2 separate regions of the Mus musculus genome follow, and region 1 is linked to region 2. A link is a contact called in public promoter capture Hi-C data. All regions are on one chromosome and are shown on one strand. Each heading gives the region's core, a stretch centred on a gene start, on an enhancer-like site or on the middle of the called end of the contact. The rest is flanking DNA. Distances are from core to core; before and after follow the strand shown.

The links. Promoter capture Hi-C pulls out the DNA fragments that hold promoters and counts their contacts.
Region 1: a promoter capture Hi-C map of hippocampal neurons shows a contact between it and region 2, with 2.6 times the contacts expected there. The contact joins the promoter of Prokr2 here to the enhancer-like site in region 2. A contact is called at or near these places in 1 of 39 promoter capture datasets (hippocampal neurons), 1 of 15 datasets of contacts at CTCF or cohesin (CD8 T cells), 7 of 484 Hi-C or Micro-C datasets (the AML12 cell line, the HPC-7 cell line, cortical neurons and 3 more), 4 of 115 datasets of contacts at active chromatin or transcription factors (SST interneurons, double positive thymocytes and embryonic stem cells) and 1 of 9 other capture datasets (pancreatic islet).

The regions. Positions count from the first base shown.
Region 1 is chr2:132,383,682-132,388,030 of GRCm38.p6, forward strand. It overlaps Prokr2 (prokineticin receptor 2), which reads right to left and starts at 1,766. Exons shown (of 3, transcript NM_144944.3): 1 at 1,575-1,766.
Region 2 is chr2:132,342,563-132,347,040 of GRCm38.p6, forward strand. No RefSeq gene overlaps it. Among named protein-coding and RNA genes, the nearest start is that of Prokr2, 41 kb to the right of the region's middle. Within about 2 kb of position 1,434, at least 4 of the 459 cell types and tissues checked have an H3K27ac peak or open chromatin away from gene starts, as enhancers often do. A contact at or near this core is called in hippocampal neurons, where this site is marked.

The DNA.
Region 1 (4,349 bases), core at 516-3,015, 41 kb after region 2:
ACAATGCACACAGACACACATGTGCACACATACACACACACACACACACACACACATAAGAATTTAAAAATTGCTGTCTGAGCACTTGACTAGAGTTTCATTCTAAAAAATAATCATTACATGAAATTTGGCTTGGAATTAGGACAGAATTTCTAGCCGTGCTTGAAATGGCCCTGAAGCAAGCTTACCATTTGTGCCATGTGTTTCTATAAAGAGCCATCCCAGCATTGACTATCACAAAAATCAAAGTATCATTCAACTCTGAAAGAATGTTCTAGATGCCGTATCAAATATTCAGCCAAGATTTAATTCTTTATGTAAAAATACGCAATCCAACTCATTACTATGCAAATTTGCTTTCCTCGTTCATAAATGGTAAAATTATATGCGTATCAAAGAATTGTTTTAAAATACATTAATGATTTATTATTAGTAAGTGTTTGAATTATATTCCTACTTTATACACGTACAAACCCAGGGTCGTGTAAGAAATTCTCTGGTGAATGAGGTCTTTCTAAATGGAAAAATTTAAGAAGCCCTGCTCTAGGATAAATCCTTTCTCCCCAGGTTGACCCCATGACTCTGGATCAGCTTCCGGACTCCTTCCTTAGGTTCCCAGATTCCCAACCACAGCCAACCCCGACTAAGGAGGAACTGAGCCTCGTCACAGTCTGTGTCTTTTGAAGTGGCTGCTTGAGACCAGATTGAATTGATAACAGCCTCCTAAGAGTGGGTGGGGGATGACCAGGGAGTTTAGGGGCTGTCCATTGCTTGAGAACTCCCTTATAATCCTAGTGTCCCGAGACATCCACAGAAGGGAGACAAAATAGAGTCTCCAAAATGCTAGCTCCCAGGAGGTAGCTGCTATGGGGCAAGCGAGGGGCTGGAGAGAGGACTCCAGCCTGACTTAGTCTGTCTCAATGAACTGCCTTCCTCTCCCACCTCAGCACACCAGCCAGTGCGGGAGCTACGGGAGCAACGGGTAAGGGTAGCAAGAAGCTATCAAACTGGATAGCGAGGTCTGCCCAGTTTTACGAGGGAGAGCGCTGGGGGACAGGAATCGCCACTCTGCCGGCGTTAGTGAAACCCCGATTTGCTACACAGGAATCAGCCGCACGCTCCACCCTACCTGAAAAGCGGGGTTCCAGTGGAGTCTGGATCCCAGTGTCCTCCCTCTGGGGCGTCTATTGGTCTCCCAAAGATCGCCACCGGGGACCAATAAGCGGGAGTTCCAGCCGCCTTCTCATCACCAGCCCGTAGACTGTGGGAAGAGGGAGCCCGTTTGAAGGTTCCCACGTCTCTCACTCACTCAGTGCAACACTGGTACAGGATTAGGTACCCAGTGGGGAATTTAAGCTCAAGAAACAAAGCCGGGCACCAGAGGTGCCTGCAGGGCGCAGGAAACACGCAGATACCCCCACCCTTGTCCGTACGCCTTCCACTGAGTCCGCGATTTCGGGGCTCCACTCCAGTCCCCTAGTCCCCAATCCCAGGGTTCGGAGGTAGGAGGTGATCTCCTGGAACAGACGCGGAGTGCCCCCAAGTCCGCCCGCCCGCCGCAACCCGGTACTCACTTGCCTCGGTGCTTTCAGGGACGCACTCCCTGGCCGGTGGCGCCACCATAGGTGGGCGCGGCCCGGGCTCTGGGAACACTAGCTCTGGTTGAGGCTTGCCTACTTGGTGGGCGTGTGTCGCTTGGTCCTGCTCTCCTCGCATCAGTCTTTCTGGAGTTGCTGCTTCGCTCTGCAGCTCATCCAACAGCCCCGGACCCAGCCCAGGTGTCCCGCCCCTCCCGGCGCCCGACTCCGCCCCCCGAGACCCGCCTGCCTCCTAGATCTACTGAATTAGGGTCTCAGACTTCCGGGTGGTCCTTCCAAGGGTTTTGTAAGCTCTTGAACCCGTTGTGACCTCAGCAGCTGGCCATCCTTGAGACGGAGCACTGTCCTCTGCAAGCATTTGTGGCTTCCACTAAGTGTGCAGAGTTGGAGTGTGTGTGTGTGTGTGTGTGTGTGTGTGTGTGTGTGTGTATGTGTGTGTCTACAAGTTCCCAGAGCCAGCAAGTAAGGGGTGAAGCCTAGTCTTCCCTTAGAAGTGATGCAGGAGAGGCCCCCCATATGCAATCCAGACCTTAAGAGGCAAAGCTGGAAATTAGTGGTGGCATGGCTTGCCCTGCATGAAACTTCAATTCTGAGGTTCTGGTCTAAACTGGGATGATCTTTCCTGTAGTGTCCTTGGCTATTCAAAGACAATCCGAGTCTAACCTCCAGCCTATCTGAGGCTACCCAGAGCCCCTACTTTATTTCCAGAGGAGTTATTTTATTTCTCCCAGAAATAAAATTACCCCCACTAAAGCAGGAACTGTGTGCTGGCCACAGAGAACATTTTCTAAATGAGACCTGTCCGATAAGCTGACAATTTAAACTACCCATATAGAGGACTTGGAAAAGTATTTGGAATTGGTCATTCTGTGGTTCTGCCTGTCCTACCTTATGTGAAACTAACCCACTGTCCTGCCCTCCTGTATCCTCTTCGCTGCTACGATGGAGTCAGGAGGCCTGGCTTCTTTCCTCCCAGGGACAGGCTGTGGTTCGGCTGGCGCGGTGGCTGGTAAGTACATCGTCCAGACTGCAGGAAAGGCTTTGCTGTTTTGCTTTGGTTTTGTACAAAGCAAAGTGGAGTTGACTGACACTGTAGCCGGATTTCTGAACATCCTCTTTAGGTCATTCTTTCAAAGGTGCTTGCTTATCAACTTCAGCTATTGGCTTCAACTCTCCTGACCCACGTCTACCCGCACACCCCTTTATATGGGACAAACAGACCCTCTGGTGTACTCACAGCATTCTCCAAGGTAGATTTAGGTCAGGGTCTCATTCAGACAGATCAAGAAGCCCATAGTTGTCATGCTAGCAACTTGATGTCCTGATCTCAACATAATAGACTTGTCAGGGAACCAGCATGGGGTGAAGCCATGAATCTTGGGTGAGTAGGGGAATTGAAAGATTGGAGATTTCTCAGTATACAGTTGAAGACTACTTTGTGTCCTAACTTTGGCACATGAGAAGTCCTAGGAGATGAACCATAGTAACCCCTATGCTACACACACACACACACACACACACACACACACACACACACACACACGCCGCCACCACCACCACAAAGTGTGTTCCCTGGAAGGCACACCATTATTATTCAGGACATTGGAGTGGTTTAATGCCGGCACAGAATAACATCCTTCTAAAGGGCAACACTGAATTGTTGGTAAGCCTGAGATTGCCATATTGAACTCCATTAAGTCACCCCTTCCTACCACCACAGTACTTGAATAATACTGTGACTTGAATTAAGTCAGTGTACGCAGAGGAGAAAAGGCATAGGGCCTGTCCTAGTTTATTCTGTTGCTATGATAAAACACTCTGACCAAAAGCAAACCGGGGAGGAAAGGGTTAATTTGGCTAATGTTCCCTAGTTACAGTTTATCTCTAAGAGAAGTTAGAGCAAGAACTTAAGGCAGAAGCTTGAAGCAGAAACCACAGGGGAACACTGCTTCCTGGCTCATTCATAGGCTTAAGCTCATTCAGCTAGTTTTCTTGTGTAGCCTAGGCCCACCTTCCTAGGGATGGTGCCACCCATAGTGGGCTGGGCCCTCCCACAGTAAGACAATCTCTCAGAGACATGGCCATAGGCCAATAAAAGTGATTCTTTTCTGGAGTATGGCTTCCCACCATACATCCCCTGAAAATAATGGATGGCAGAGGTAAAGATTCCACTACAAAGTTACTGGTGAGGAATTGGGACACATAGCTTGATTGTGGTACCTATGTCCTTATGAAGTGTCATACTGCAGGACAGTTTCTCAGCCAATAGCAAACTCAACACAATTCAAAAATTAAAACACATAAAATGATATCATATAAAATAGCATTCTTTCCCATCCACCTTGTATGCACAGTTTTTCCTGTTTTTCCAAGGGGTATCTGTAATCTAATATATATATATTTATGGCTTCTTCACCTTTCTACTATAACATAGTCTATTGTACGGATACACTGTTGCTACCTTTTACAACCCACACTGCTGGATATGTTGGTTTGACAGGTTCAAGATGTCTGTAAAATTACAGATTAAGTTATTTCCAATTTTTTGTTCTTATAGTGTTGTGGTATTGAATGGTGTGCGTATTATAGCTCATCAGTGACCGAGTACACAGAGCATCTTTGGGTGCATGTACAAGGATATTTGTATGACAAATTCCCAGAAGTGGTATTGCTGAGTCAAAGCATAAAAGCATTTGTACAAGGCTTTGTGGTGGATCTTGTCACAAAGAGCTCCGTGGGGCTCTATTAAGC
Region 2 (4,478 bases), core at 184-2,683:
AGATGTCTCACTCCCCAGTTAAGAGCACTGGTTACTCTTCCAGAGGACACAGGATCAATTCCCAGCACCCACATGGCAGCTCATAACCATTTACAACTCCAATTCCAGAGTTTCTGACGCCCTCTTCTGGTGTCCATGGGTACTGTCCACATGTGAAGCACAGGTAAAACACCCCCACACATAAAATAATCAAAATCGTTGATAAAACTTAAAAAAGAAAAAAAAGAAAAAGAAAGAAAGGTGGTAGTAATGAGGTCCCAGATATGTGACAAGTGAAAGAGTACACTGCTCTTGTAGAGAGCCAGGGTTGGAGGCTGATACTCTGTCTGTAACTCCACTTTCAGGGACCCAAACCCCTTTTCTCATTTCTGTGGGCACCAGGCACACGTGTGGTGCACAGACATGCATTCAGGCAAAACACTTAAACACATAAAACAGTAATAAAATAAATCTTAAAAAGAAGAGTAGATGAAAACGTAGGGCTAATAGTCTCCATTTCCAGTGATTATAAATTACAAAACCTAAAACAATGAGAATTTAATCATATTTGTTCAGGAACTAGTTTTTAAAAGTCAGAATTAAGCCAAGCATGGTGACAGAGAGTTTATGAGTTCAAGGGTAGTCTAGGCTACTTAGTAAGGCCTTGTCTCAAAAAACAAACAAAAAACCCCCAACCAAACAACAAACAACAACAACAACAACAACAAAACGAGGAGAGGACTTGAGGTTTTTTTGTTTTTTGTTTTTAAATTATATGTGAGTATACTGTAGCTGTCTTCAGACACCCCAGAAGAGGGCATCCCATTACAGATGGTTGTGAGCCACCATGTAGTTGCTGGGAATTGAACTGGGAATTGAACCCAGGGGACAAAGATTTGTATTTTCTCATTGAGTTTTTTTTTTTTAAATTATATGTGAGTACACTGTAGCTGTCTTCAGACACACTAGAAGAGGGCATCCCATTACAGATGGTTGTGAGCCACCATGTGGTTGCTGGGAATTGAACTGGGAATTGAACTCAGGACCTCTGGAAGAGCAGTCAGTGCTCTTAACCACTGAGCCATCTCACCAGCCCGAGTTTTATTTCACAAACTTTTCCTTTTGTGGTGTGGAGACCCGAGTGTCTTTTTGCATACTAGGGAATATTCTATAATTGAGCCGTGCCTCTACCCCTCATCGTTTTGTTTCTAAGTCATTGAAAGCATGATTTAAGCCAAAATTTCATAATCCATATAAAATCTTTCCTGGGTTTTCTTACTTAAGATGGTAGAAACCTATACAAAACCATTCTAATGGTTTTCTCATTCTGATGGGATAAAAATAATCAAAAGAATAGCAGGAAACAAAACTCAAAAAGCTGCCCTTGGTGAGCAAGCATTCACACTTTACATAGGCAGCAGCTATGCTGGAGACTGGAAAAAATAGGGAAAGTACACAGGTGGTTTGCCAAAGCGTGCTGGTAACAGCTTGGGTAACAGTTTGCTGGACGCGGTGTCAGGCTTGAAGCGAGGGAACAGGTGGTTTTCTTAGTCACGAGGGAAAGAGAGCCCGAGCAAGATAACCTCTCAATCGCAATCGTGTTTGGAACAAAACGAGTGTCTGATAAAAAATAAAAAGTGGAATCTCCCATGGTTAACACGAATCTTTGGCTTTAATTTGGGAGGGAGCAGAACGCTGAGTATTGCATTAAAAAATGCACTTGCGTTGTTTCATAGGCGGCGTGTGGCAGCCCAGTGAGCAGCAAGCCTTGCTCTGTGAAGACACTGAGTAAGGATGGGCAGGAGAGCTCACTGATTATCCTGTGGGAAAGCTCTCCAAGGTGCTTCTAACCCGGGGAAGTTTGCATTTATAACAAAACAAACGGTGCAGTCTGGAGACATTCTCTGGGAAGCAACTCCAAGGTTCTTAGTAGGTCTGACCAGTGACAAGGGTTCTTATTGGTCCAGGCAGACCAGCAAGGGTACATTAACATGGCTCACTCTCGGTTGCTTTTTCCTTCCGAATACTGAGGATAAAACACAGGGCCTTCAGCATGCTAGATGAGTGCTCTGCTTCTGAGCTGTTCCCCCAGCCCAGCTCCCAGGGTTCATTTTCGTCATGGGTAGGAAAGTGGGTACAGTTAGAATTCACTGCAGAGGCAGAATAATACCCAGACCACACATTTGCGTGAATAGTGCAAATCTGTGCAGTGCCAGAAGATAATATTTGGTTTATAGGGATTCCTTCTGACCCTCGGAAGCTTTACCGTCTCTCTGGCTTCAGGGAGCTGGGAACACCTGTCACTCTAGAGTTTAGAGGCCCCAGGGTCCCTGGGCATGGACACAGCCTTCTCTATGCCTCTGCCTCCCTGAAGGACCAGGGGTTGGCCAAAAGCGTTCTAAATTTTGCTTCAGTGCTTATGTCTCAGCCTCCTGATCGTTGTGATTATAGAGGTGAGTCTCAACATCTGTCTGTCTGTCTGTCTTTTGTAGTACCAGGCATGTACGTATTCCACCACTGAGCTAGAACCCAAGACCAGACTTTTCTGTGTTCTTGAAAATGCTTATAACAAATTCTTTTATAGTAAATCATAAGTTAACAAGAGCAGCTTGAATCGAGATGAAAATATTTCAGCATTAAGATAGAAAGTAAGTTTCTTTTAGAGTAAAATACAAGTGGGAAACCTGTCAGCTCTATTCTTTTTTTTTTAAAAAATATATTTTATGTGCATTGTTGTTTTGTCTGTATGTAAGTCTGTATGGGGGTGTTGAATCTCTTGGAATAGGAGTTATAGACAGTTGTGAGCTGCTATGTGGATGCTGGGAATTGAGCCCAGGTCTTCTGGAAGAGCAGCCAGTTCTCTCAACACAGTGACATCTCTCTAGCTACTTTTTTTTTTTTGGTTTTGTTTACTTGTTTTCTTTTGTTTTTGAGACAAAGATTTCTCTGAGTAATGAGCCCTGGCTGTCCTGGACTTGCTTTGATAGATCAGGCTGGCTTCGAACTCACAGAGATCCACCTGCCTGGGCCTCCCGAGTGCTGGGATGAAAGGCGTGTGCCACCGCATCTGGCCTAACTCTTTTCTTTTTATGCTTGTCTTATTTGTAAACTATGTGTCTGCATGTGTGTCTCTGTGTATGTAGAAGAGGCATCAGATCTCTTGGAGATGAAGTTCTAGGCTGTTCTGAGCTGCCTGACGTGGGCAATGCTAACTGAACTCAGGACCTCTGGAAGAGAAGTAAGAGCACGAGCCACCTAATCATCTCTCAAGCCCCTCATTAAACTTTTGAAAAACTGGGGAGGAAAGCCTAATATTTAAATGACAAGTGAAGACCAGATATTGTGTAGCACATTTTGAATCCCACGGGGAGGAAGGGGGAGTCACCTGATTCCTTGCTTTCCTTACTAGCCCTGCCCCCCAGAAGACACAGACAATAGCTGAATGAGATCCCATCAAACTTTTGTGCATTGAAAATATGACAGGATGATGAGGGGCCTCATTTTTGTGCAAAAAGCCAGTCACAGAAAGACAAGCAGAGCACAATGTCATTGCCGTCACATGGGTGTCACATCCATAGAACCAGGTAGTAGACGGTGCCTGCCAGGGGCTGGAGAGGAGAGGCGACAGGGGCTGGTGAATAATAAGTATGGAGGTCTAGCTTTGTAAGATTTAAATGTCCACAGGTCTGTCTGACAACATGAATATACTTTAGTACTACTGAACCTCAATTTTAAAATAGTGAAGATGATCAATTTTATGTAATATGATTTATTTTAAAAAGCACCCCAAGCCCCTACCCAAATAAAATAAAATAAAATAAACCAAAACCCAAATCAAAAACACTATGGGAATAAAACCCTTGGGGCAGAGGATTATTGAGCTGTTTTCAAAGCTTCCACATGAAGTGCTCAGAAGATTTTGAACTGAGACACTTTGATATATAAACGACACTGACTAGTCTAGGAACCAGAGTTGCCAAATGCCCCCAAGAAATTTTGTCTAACCAGTGGTGGGAGAGATGGAAAATGAGTGTTTCCTTTAGGGCAGCACACTTAGTAAATGTGCTTTTTAATTTTTAGTGTTTAAGGTTTTTTTTTTTGTTGTTGTTGTTAGTTCTTTTGGTTTGTTGTTGTTGTTTTTGTTTTTTTCGAGACAGGGTTTCTCTGTGTAGCCCTGGCTGTCCTGGAACTCACTCTGTAGACTAGGATGGCCTTGAACTCAGAAATCCACCTGCCTCTGCCTCCCTAGTGCTGGGATTAAAGGCGTGCGCCACCACTACCCGGCAGTGTATAAGCTTTCATTAGTAAACTTTATATGTATTTTGTGTGTTTTCTCTTCTTGCATATATGTCTGTGTTCGAGGGAGGGTGTAAGTGTTAGAGTTCTGAGGCAGCTTAAAGAGACAGGGAGTCAGAGAGATGCAGGAATCAGTGGACAGGACTGTCAATTGGCACACACAGTGAGGGTCAGACTCTCTCTCACAGGAAGCTGGTCTGCCT